3 separate regions of the Anser cygnoides genome follow, and regions 2 and 3 are each linked to region 1. A link is a contact called in public Hi-C data. All regions are on one chromosome and are shown on one strand. The core of a region is the stretch at or near the end of the contact, and the rest is flanking DNA. Distances in the headings are between cores, read along the strand shown. Region 1 has its middle 40 kb from the start of NUFIP1. Region 2 holds the start of TPT1 (tumor protein, translationally-controlled 1). Region 3 overlaps TSC22D1 (TSC22 domain family member 1).

The links. A called contact is a pair of places that touch in the nucleus more often than the background predicts.
Region 2: a Hi-C map of liver shows a contact between it and region 1, with 3 times the contacts expected there. The contact joins the promoter of TPT1 here to the enhancer-like site in region 1. A contact is called at or near these places in 2 of 7 Hi-C or Micro-C datasets (both in liver).
Region 3: a contact with region 1 is called in a Hi-C map of liver, with 2.9 times the contacts expected there. The contact joins two enhancer-like sites. A contact is called at or near these places in 3 of 7 Hi-C or Micro-C datasets (granulosa cells and liver).

What each region holds. Positions count from the first base shown.
Region 1 is chr1:181,501,071-181,504,635 of Taihu_goose_T2T_genome, reverse strand. No RefSeq gene overlaps it. Among named protein-coding and RNA genes, the nearest start is that of NUFIP1, 40 kb to the left of the region's middle. Within about 2 kb of position 1,910, at least 1 of the 3 cell types and tissues checked has open chromatin away from gene starts, as enhancers often do. A contact at or near this core is called in liver, where this site is marked.
Region 2 is chr1:181,677,703-181,681,267 of Taihu_goose_T2T_genome, reverse strand. TPT1 (tumor protein, translationally-controlled 1) reads left to right here and starts at 1,696. Exons shown (of 6, transcript XM_066988516.1): 1 at 1,696-1,867; 2 at 2,034-2,107; 3 at 2,466-2,656; 4 at 3,378-3,483. The coding sequence starts at 1,840.
Region 3 is chr1:181,351,106-181,354,670 of Taihu_goose_T2T_genome, reverse strand. The region is part of intron 2 of TSC22D1 (TSC22 domain family member 1); the gene reads left to right. Among named protein-coding and RNA genes, the nearest start is that of TSC22D1, 60 kb to the left of the region's middle. Within about 2 kb of position 1,525, at least 2 of the 3 cell types and tissues checked have open chromatin away from gene starts, as enhancers often do. A contact at or near this core is called in liver, where this site is marked.

The DNA of each region.
Region 1 (3,565 bases), core at 661-3,160:
GCTTTACCATTATATGGTTTCAATTACAGCGCTGGGACCCAGAGTGCGGGGGCAGGCATGCTGGGGATGATGCTTCCTGTGGATGCTGGAAGGCAGGTGGTACAGGGGATCCAGCTCCTGCCCTCCAAACTCTGTTGCTTCAATTTTGTGCACACTTGTGAAGTGGAGTGAATTGTACTGCTCTCGGCTAACTCCAGAATATCATCTCTGCTTAGTTTCTGGCAAGCAAGAGGTTTTTGGTTTACAAGAGGGGCACAAACTGGAACACAATAGGTTCTGTTTAAACATCAAGAAGCGATTCTTTATTGTGCAGATGACTGAGCACTGGCCCAGGCTGCCCAGAGGGGCTGTAGGGTCTCCTCCTTGGTGATCTTCAAAAGCCACCTGGATGGGGTCCTGGGCACCCTGCGCTGGGGGACCCTGCTGGAGCAGGGCTTGGAGACGGGGGCCTCCAGAGCCCCCTGTCGGACTCAGCCATCTGTGATCCTGTGATTCTGAGATTAACGAGTCCAGGGAGAAGCAAACCAAGTCAGAAAGATGACTGAGTCCTCTGCTGGTTGGCTCTGAAGCTGGGAGCAGGTACTACCAAGCAGTGTCTGTGCATGGTGTGTTGTGTGCGCAACGCTTGTCAAGGCCTCTGGAGTTTGTGAGTGAGGACAGGGAAGGAACCAGGGAGGTTTTGCTCCACGAATAACTCAGTGGAAGAGCCCATGCTGTAAAATAAGGCTAAATGAAAAATTACAGGGTGAATTTGGCCTCATATTCATGCACAGATAATTTGTTGCTTGAACAGAGTTGGCTGAATATAAACAAGTCTACAATGCACCTCATTAATTGGAGCTATTTTTCCTGCAAGCCCCATGGAAATATGAAGTGGTTTTGCTTTGCAATTTGTGATATAGTTTGCTATTAGATGCGCTCAGTTTAATTGTGGCCATGCGTCTCATTCTGGAAGCTTTCACAGCCACTGCGTAAAAATAGCAGAGGCCAGCAGAAGCCAGCCCCCCAGCCCAGGTGTGCTCCTCCATTTGCTGCCTGCTGCTGGAGCAGATGGGTGTGTGGGGTGGACGGGTGGCCCTGAGAGGCGTTTTGGGACAAGTGGCTTTCTTCTTCCAGTAGCACCACATGGGGTAGGAGGTCTCTGGTTTTGACTGCATGGAAAGTCACGATGCCCTGCCTGACCTTCGTCCAGCTTGGGCTTTCCATCCGTAGTCACAGTGACAGACCCTACATCTCTGCTCAGGCGTACTGCCTAATATTAATCATATCTGACCGTTTTATGCACTAATCCCATGACCTCCCAACGATGAGATCATGCTGGGCTGCCATATATCAAACCCTCACATCAGCCTGTTGTTGACTTTGGCCATAGGGAGCCAGAACAATGAAACGAAAACATTTCCAACCTTGACATGCCGGGGCTTAAGACAGTGACTTAAAACATTTCCCCGTACCAGGGGGCACAAAGATTTCTCTTTAAATGTACTGTTTATTTTAATCCGCATGCTTCAGAGCGGGCAGAGACCTACGAGGGGGTAAAGGCCAAAGCTGATTAGGAGCCAGATGAGCTTGCCCAACTCAGAGATCTTTGTTTTGATCACAGGATAGAGTTGCCACATCCCCAGCCATAAAAGGCTGCTACTTGGCACAACCAAAATAGACCTGCACAGCCATCGAATTGTTGAGTTTGTTGATCACACTGTTGATCAGAAATCTGAATGCGAGCGATAAAGGGATCACCTAGTCTTTTCGAAGCACTCCAGTCTCGGTGCTGCATGTGGCCAAAAAGGGTGAACAGGAATGTGAGTTTGGGAACATGAAAATAGCCACCGAATATTTTAGCACAAGCTGGCACCTCTGTTTGCCCTTAGGGCCATGGCTAGTGCTGCTGTGCTGCGAGGAGCACACCTGAAGCAGCTTCAGGATGTTAAGGAACCCGCGACAGAGGATGAATTTGTGGCCTTACAGACTGCAGTGCGAGGGGCAGCTCTCATTCATGAGGGAAGCAACAACGCAGAGATATCTGAGGGAGAAGGTGCCCAGAGACCTTATCTGTACGAGTCAAAGGCACGCACAGCTCTGCGGTGATCTGTGAACTCAGTGACACTTGGCAGCGGGAAGCTTCACCAGCTCCTAATCCAGCTTTGGCACGGCGGACCCGTTGAGTAGTCTCTTGACCAAGACCTTCCGACCGCTGTCTCCGCACATGAGAGCAGCACGTCCTGGAGGACATCAGAGCAATCGCACAGCACATATTTCTCAAGGACACGCACTGTGATGACACATGTCACCCAGTGTCATCTGCGCCTGAAAAAATACGGCCTTCAAGTGTAAACACTTGGCAGGAACAACAGCACAGGCTCAAATTTAGACAGGAATAATTTATGCTGCGCAGACCCCAGCTTGCTGGAAGGGGGCATGCACTCTGGAAGGCAGGGAGGAAAATGTGTTGCTAATTTTGCTAGACAACTTCTTCCCTCCCCTCGTTTTCATTTTGCAGTTGCCAGCCTCCCTGGTTTCTCTTAAAATAGAAACATCTGAAGTTTGGCCTTGTGTAACTTGTGCTGGGGGCCTGCGGGGAGGAGGAGGGGACGAGTCCCCTCTGTGTGGTGTGTCGGTCAGCCTCTTGCAGAAGCTCTGCTGGCAGTTGCACCTCATCTCGCCACCTGCCTCCAGCATCTCACCCCCTTCCCGTTCCCCTTCTCCTGCCCCAGCTTCGGGCCAGTTTGAGGACTTCCCTGCCCTCGTCCCACCATCCCACAACGCTGCTGTCGGCAAGGTGTGGAGCTGCCGGCGACCACCACGTAATGGGGGACTACGTGGGACTGGGCAATGCTGGGGCACCCGGACCAGCAGCCCGAGGAGAAGCTCGAAGCGGCGGGCCAGAGGGGTATTTCACGGCGGTGGAAGCGTCTCAGCTCCAGCCGGGCTCTCCCTGCATTTCAATGAGCCCGTTATTGTTGCTGTTTGTTTGCAGTTAATCTCTCCACGCGGTATTAGCTTGGAGAGGCACGGCTCCGTCATGTTGCCATGCTACTGAGCTCAGCGAGCTAGCCGTGAGGCGGGGCCAGGCTGTGCCTCCAAATAGTTCAAGTGCTTTCCAATCCCCGAGCGATGACCCGTGTAATGACTGGGGTGCTCCTTAGTCCTCCCTCCCACTGGGAATCTCATTACCCCTCAGTATGGATGAGAAACTCAGTTTGATTTCTGCTTTTCTGGGGAGGATACGTAGAGAGAACCTGCAGGAGGGTCCATGGGACTTTTTTTTGCAAGGAGGGCTTATTTCCATCTTTATTTGGGGAAAATGCAGGGAACCCTCAGAGGTGTAGAGCCGTCAGTGGCGAAGCCCGTGGGTGCTATTTCAGAGCCCGGAGCGGCAGCGCAGCCTTCCCTGGGGTGACACTGTGCAGTTGTGCATCACGTAGGAGCTGCAGCCCATGGGACCATCTCCCCCACAGTCACACAGCAGCTCTGCCTGCCCCATCCCAGTGTCCCAGGGACACCCACAGGACAGTTCTCTGGAGGGGGCACCCTGTCCCGTAGGTGATCTGGGGGCTGCTGTTTC
Region 2 (3,565 bases), core at 447-2,946, 180 kb before region 1:
GATTCACTGCCCCTTCCCACTGTGGGAGAAGTGAGCGAGCGAGCGGCTGGGTGGTGCTGAGCTGCCCACCCGGGTTAGACCGCAGCAAAGCCTAAAGCAATTTAAATATCACCAGGATTAGTCCCAGGATTTATTCACAGTTGTCTGCGTTTAAATCAGTTTTAGAAGCAACTCAGGTTAAAAGGGTGCAAAACCTTGTCAACGCTCCTAGTTTCATTTAAAGCTTTTAAAATTCGATGTTGATTTAGCTTAACTCCACATCAAATAGGTGTTCACACAGGAGCCTTGACCTATTTAACTGATGCATTTTAAACAAAAATCTCCCATTTCATGGCTGCAAGTCTGAATGTAGAGCTGCAGGAAAAGCCACCTGGAGGTCCATTTACTCTACCAGGAGTGCCAGAGGGTTTCTACCCTGACTCCAGTAAACAGGCAGTCACCGAATTTATACGAGGTTTCGATGCTACTATAGAAATATTCATTTTTTTCTAGAACAATCTCTTCAAAATGAAACCAAGCCGACGCACACCTACAAAGTGGATGTTTTTAGCTGCATATTAAGCTGCGGAGAAGGAGCCAAATGTTCTCCCGTCACTCAGCCCACTGCTAAAGATGTAAGCTGCTCTTTTTCCACTGTGGCAAGGCTCGCAAAGAAAGGGAATAGTTCTTATCAGGCCATCTGACACCGATTAAAAACACAAGTTTGGGGGCAGAAGCCCCTTCCTCAGGTCTGAAGTGGCCGTAGTAGTCTTGAAAGCAAAACATGGTGGAGAACAACCACTTATAAATTCAGATTATGTAAGCAGCTAGACCATCTAAAAAAAATTAAAAAAAAAAAAAGAAAAAAGGAATGAAAGAAAAAATAAAAGGCACTGATATATGGAGCAAAGGAAGGGATAGCAGGGGAGGAGGAGGAGATATAAAGAGGAGCTCTTCTGACCCCCACAAAGAAAGCAATGAGTAATTTACTGCCTGAGGAGGGTGAGGGACAGAGAAGTGCATCCTGTGAGGAGGATGAGGGACAAAGAATTGCATCCTGTGCCCTGCTATTCCGTATATCAATTCTGTGATTCCGATATCTCTGTCACGTCTGGGACTGTTGGCAGCATTAGGTGTTTTAAGTCCCATGATGTCTTCTGAAGGTTTTTTGTCAATGTCCCCTAAGAATCAGGGCTCAAGGGAGGTCTACATTTATTTTGATGGAGATAAGGTGATGCATGGAGGTGTGCGCAAGGGTGGTAAAACAAAGCCTAGGGCAGCATTACTGCCCTTATTATCCTGCCTTTCACCTCAGCCTGACTGCTGCGCCTAATCCTTGGAAGAAAAACAACATTTTTCTCTCTTTCCCCAGTCAGTCCATCAACAAGAAATGGCGTGTCTGTGTGCAAACCGACGTATCTGAGGGAAAAGGGAAAAGTAGTGGTAGGAGGAGCCTAACAACCTCTCAATCATTATTTTATTTAAGTATTATAATTTAATTAAATTATTATAATTTAATTATTATGACCGTTTATTGTTATTTTCAAAACACGGCCGAGCCCCTTGGCGAAGGGCATCGCCGTCAAGGGGGGGGGGGGGGGGGGGGTGTCACGAAATGGCGGCCGCGCGGGGGGCGCGCGCGCGCGTGCGCGGCGGGGTACGGAGGGCGGGCGGGCGGAGGGGGGGGCGGGAGCGCGCATGCGGCGCGGTGACGCGCCGGGGCCGTGCCCGCTATATGAGCCCCGGCAGGCGCTGACTCGGCCCTTTCCGCCTCGCTGCCGGCCGCCCGCCGCCCGCCGCCGCCGCGCAGAGCACTCCGGCCGCTCCTGCCCTTCCCTCCGCCTCGCCCCCGCCGCCGCCATGATCATCTACCGGGACTGCATCAGCCGTAAGGGGACGGGGGGGGGGGGGTGAGGGGGGAGAGGGTGAGGGGACGGGGAGCGGGCCTGGGCCGGGAGCGGGGCCGCGCATGCCCGCGGGGGGGGGGGGGGGCCCGGCCCCGAAATGGCGGCGGCTGACGGGCGCTGTGTGTGTGTGTGTGTGTCTCACCACAGAGGACGAGATGTTCTCGGACATCTACAAGATCCGCGAGGTGGCGAACGGCCTGTGCCTGGAAGTGGAGGGGAAGGTGAGTGGGCCCACGGCCTTCTTTTTGGGGGGGAGATGGGGTGGGGAGAAAAGGCTGGGTTTTGTTGGTTTTTGTTTGTTTTTTTTTTTGGGGGGGGGGGGGGGGGGGGGCAGTTCGAGGGGTGCCTCAGAGGGGTTGGGGGGGACACAGAGGGACCGCAGCCTGTAATAGGGCTGTGGCCAGGCCCCAGGAGGGGAGCCTGGCCCAGGGACACCCCGCTCGGGCTGCAGTCTGTGTTCTTGCCTCTAGCTGTGGCTCTGAAGTCATGCCCTGCTGTCAGGCCGTAGATGTGTAAGAAGAGCAGGAGTGTCGAGGTTTTTCGCAGAGCCTTGAAGTTTTTTGATGTCTCTAAATCTAGATGGTCACCAGGACAGAGGGTCAAATTGATGACTCTCTAATTGGTGGCAATGCCTCTGCTGAAGGTCCTGAGGGAGAGGGAACAGAAGCCACGGTCATAACTGGTGTTGACATAGTAATAAACCACCATCTTCAGGAAACCAGCTTTACAAAAGAGTCGTACAAGAAGTACATCAAGGACTACATGAAAGCGTAAGTGCGGGTGGGCTTTTTCTCTGGGTGGGACTGCAGGGTTCCTAGGTGACAGATCTTAAAAATAGCGTTGAGTTTTTTTTCTTAGTAGATGTTAGTTCTGATGCAGGTGCCAAACTGGCTGTGAAATTCGGTGATGTCTTAATACTTGGCAAAACTGAAGCTCTAAAGAATCAATACTGGACTATCTAAGCTTATCTTGGCTGAGGTAGAAGACCAGATCACATGCTTTGGGTAGTATTTGTAACCTTGTTGTTTTCTTTGATTCCTCTGTGCCAAACATTTGTGTGGAGGGGGGTGGGGTGGTAAAGGAGAGCTTCCTGAACTAGACAACTTAAATGTCCAAAGCTGTGTGTAAGATGGAGCTGTTTGCTAGTTCAAAATGTAGTTCCTATTGCTCAGACTTTGGTGGGCTGGCATTGAAGGTGAAAATGCTTTTTCTGTGATGCTGATGGATAATACTCCTGGTGTTCTAGAAATGACTTTTTTTTTGTCTAGCACAAACCCACAAGTAAAATGAGTTTGATGTGAGTGGCAGGCACTGTTCTTCTAATTCACTAGCAAAATGAAAACTTTGTGGGTTGGTTTTCTGGAGGAGTGGTGGGAAACACAACAAGATCAAACAGTGACTGCTGGTAACTTTCTGCTATGATGGGATGCTGCATGATGAAGTCAATAGGCTAGAATGTGCTTTCAAAGCTTGCTTTTTTTTTCCTCCCAGAATCAAAGCCAGACTTGAGGAACACAAGCCAGAGAGAGTAAAGCCTTTCATGACAGGGGCTGCAGAACAAATCAAACACATCCTCGCTAACTTCAAAAACTACCAGGTAACACAACTTGTGTTTCCTTACAGCAGTACTTTGGTAATACAAGCTGAGATTGGTTTGTCTGCTGAACTAGCTTGTTGAG
Region 3 (3,565 bases), core at 276-2,775, 150 kb after region 1:
TTGCAAGGCCTTTGTAAGGTCTGCACCATTCTTCTGCTGAGTGCTCTTGAGCGTTGTGGTGGTCTTGCCAGGGCAGTAGTGCCTGTGAATTCTGAGTTCTGTCTTCTCTTGTTGAATTGCTTCAGAAAGCCATGAGCAACCTGATGTGATTTTGAAGTTAACCCTCATCTGAGCAGGAGGTTGGTCTAGATAGAGAACCTTTCCAAGCTGATTTTTTTTGTTATTCTTTGGTTGGTGGTACCAGACTACTTTGTGCTACATTGTACTTCACTTAGTGGTTTCCGAGGCCTACATTTCAGCTAATTTCCATGATTGTTTTTTTAAATTGGTCTGCCATGTCATTACTTGTTCCCATACATTGAAGGTATAAACTTCAGTTCTCTGACTTGTCAAGCCTCCAGCAAAAGGCATTTATTTGGTCAATTAAGAATATTTGTACTTCAGTATTCCTGTTTCCTGTGCCCCATGTTTTCCAGTGTATCCCAGCTGAGGTCTTTTTTCAGAGTTTTCTTGTAATTTCATCCAAAGTAGATGGTAGCAGAGAACTCAGCTACTTGAGTACTTAAGGAAGCTAAGGTAATTCATTGAAATAATTGAATAAAATATTGATTTAATAATTAAAATCATAAATACAGTTTTGACCAGAAAACCCATGGAGTCTACATGCAGTATTGGAACTACAGTAGTAGACAAAACTGTAGCTTGGCACAATAACAAAAGATTTAGACTCTTGTGTCAAATTCTGTTATGACAGTTGATTACTAAATCTGGAAGTGTAGATTTTATAAAATGCCTGTTTTCCATCGAGTTCACAATCTTGCGGGCAGTGCTTTCTGCAGAATACCACGTTCTGTGCGTGTAGAGGTGAGTCAGCTTAGAAGGGGGTACAGGAGCCCCAACAGGCCATGGTTTGATCTTGTTGTGTATTGTTACCTCTATGATGTCCTCAGTCATTTGCAGTTTGTGAATTGGATTCCTGGGCATATGGATCTCCAGAATTGAGTGGGGTGATTCAGTTCGAGGTGATCCCAGATCATCTTTAATGATGCTGCCTTGTCTTACGAGCTGTCACGCTGCTGGGCTGAGTAAACTAACAATAGTTGCCATTAATGCTTGACCTGGCAATGTGTGTGTTCTGCCTCTTCAGAGAGAAGGCCAGCTTCCTAACAAAGCAGTGCTGACATCACTTCTGCACGAGTGATGCTTTTGGCAGTTGAAGAACAAGTCTTTGCCATGTTGGCTGATGCTCTATTAAAACAAACAAACAGGGAAAAAAAAAACACAAGAGGGGGGAGACCAATACCCACAAGCGTTTTGGTGTTTGTAAAGGGAGAAACTCTGAATAGATACCAGCATGGTGGAAATGATTGTGTGTTGCAGTACTTTTAAGCATGCTGGTTTTTTTGTAAGGAAGTGTTTTTTTTTTTTTAAGAAACATGAAGTCTGATTGTAAAAGTGCATTCTGGTATTTTAGCAGTAAACACTCTCAGAAATTAAGATTCCCTAAAATCTGGCTGTTTTGACATACCAGCCCTGTGTGTGTACGTACCTGTACCTGTGTGTATTTTCACAAGCTGGGTTCAGCTCAGAGTTACTCCGTCCCTGGGAATAGTGGCAGGAATTCAGGGTCCCAGTGCATGACATCTTGCAGCCTTAATATTTGCTCAGAGGTAACTGCCAGTGAACAAGTTCAGATGTGCTGACGGGGAGCACAGTGACCCTTTGGCATCCTCTGTTAAAACAACGAGTTATTTTTGTCGTATCTTGTGAATCTGGCTCAAAGGATAAGGGTCGTTTCTCAATAAAGCTGCAACACCGTGGGCATGTGCTTTGTTGTGGGTAAACTAATGACCTCCTAGCAATGGAAAGTAATACATTTGGAGGAGTTTAGTTAGTTACTTTAGTCTAGAAGGGACATTGGCTTTGCAGTGGGGGAAAAAATTAGTTTTAAATGTTGTCACCAGTGTTTTGAAAGGGGAAGAGAACAAGGTGTCTCTTACTCGGTTATGCCTCCGTAAAATGAAATGCTCTTTTCCTTTCATCAGCACCAGTATCTTGCTCCCCTTGCCTGTCACGGATCAGAGGATTGAGGGAAGGAAGTGTTCTGTTACCTTTGTTCAACTCACCCAAGAAAAACCTTGTGAGCTCCCAGCCTGTTTCAGATCCCTCTCCTTGCGCCTCTGTGCAAGTCAGCCCCTAGGACTCGAAGCTGCCATGGCTTCCTATCCTTAGAGCCAGGGGGACGTTTGTGGGGGCTCCTCCTTAAACATTTACTCTGAAAGCCACCACATTTCTGGTCCCTGAGCTCTTTTACAGTCCTGAAAGTGTAGGAAAGCGTACCTGAGCCCTGCAGCCACCCACATCCCATTTCTCGGCGCCTTACCGAGAGGGGCTCAGTGACAGGGGCACCCACATGGGCACCTAAACGCTTCCTCAGGTTTTCTCCTGCCAGTTTTCCACTGGGATATTCTGTGTGTTTTCCCTCTGCTACCGAGCCAGCTTCAGCGGGCTGTACGAGGTGGCAGCGAGGGGCTGGCGGCAGTGTCAAGGGCCGGGCGCTGCGAGCTCTGAGGTGACCAGGACAGCCGAGGGGCTTGAGCCTCGCCTCTCCCTTCTCCTTACCTCCTGCTAAGGCGGATTTATATATATATGTAAATAAAACATATTTGTATGCCTCCCACCTGGCGGGGGCTGGCCGCGGAGGGGCGCCAGGCACCAGGCGAGGCCGGTCCCCGAGCGCTCCCTGGCGGCCCCGGCTCCCCCGGCCGCGGCCGCCAGGTGGCGGGGTTGGGCCGCGCCTGGGCCCCGCTCCCCCGGCCGCGGGGCTGCGGCGGAAAACAAACGGAAACCCTGCGGCCTCGTCCCTCAGAGCAGCCTTATTAGCCTTCTGAGCCATTGATTCAAGTTTTACGCTTAAATGATGTATTTTGGCGGAAACAGGATTAAGACCGAAGAGCATCTGACAGGCAGGAGGAGCCGTGACGGCTTCGGTCAGCAGCCACCCGTGCCTGCGTGCGCTGAAGACAGCGGCGGGGTTTGGTGGGGAGCAATGCGCCCCTGTCACCTTCAGGGATACGTGGTCCAGCATGTGGCCGTCTGGTGACGTGCTGCTCAGGATGCTGGAGCATTCAGGTCACCTTATACCTGGGCTTCTATTCAGGGACCTGGAGGAAGTAGCTAATGGCATTAACGTTGCTTTTTCTCTGCAGCAAGTCCGGCTGTTTTGCTTGTATGTATGATGGCGATTGTTTCGCCTTTCTGTGGAATGATTCCTCAGAGTCCAGCTTCAGGGCTTTCAATTTTAAATTTCATTTATACTTCGCTTTTAACTTTGAAGTTGTTCAGAGCTAAGCCCCCGGTGAGGAGTCACCACTGAGAGGAGTGGATGTCTCTCCAAGCCCAGGAGGGAAGCAGAAGAGGTAGGAAAGGTAGAAAGGGCTTCAATAACGTCAGGACCAGGTTATTTTTAGCCGAGGCTGTGCTATCAGTAGTGTAGCGTATTTCAACAGAATTCTCTTAGGTATGCTGCTCTTAATTGGGCAGTCTTAATTATTGTTGCAGTTGA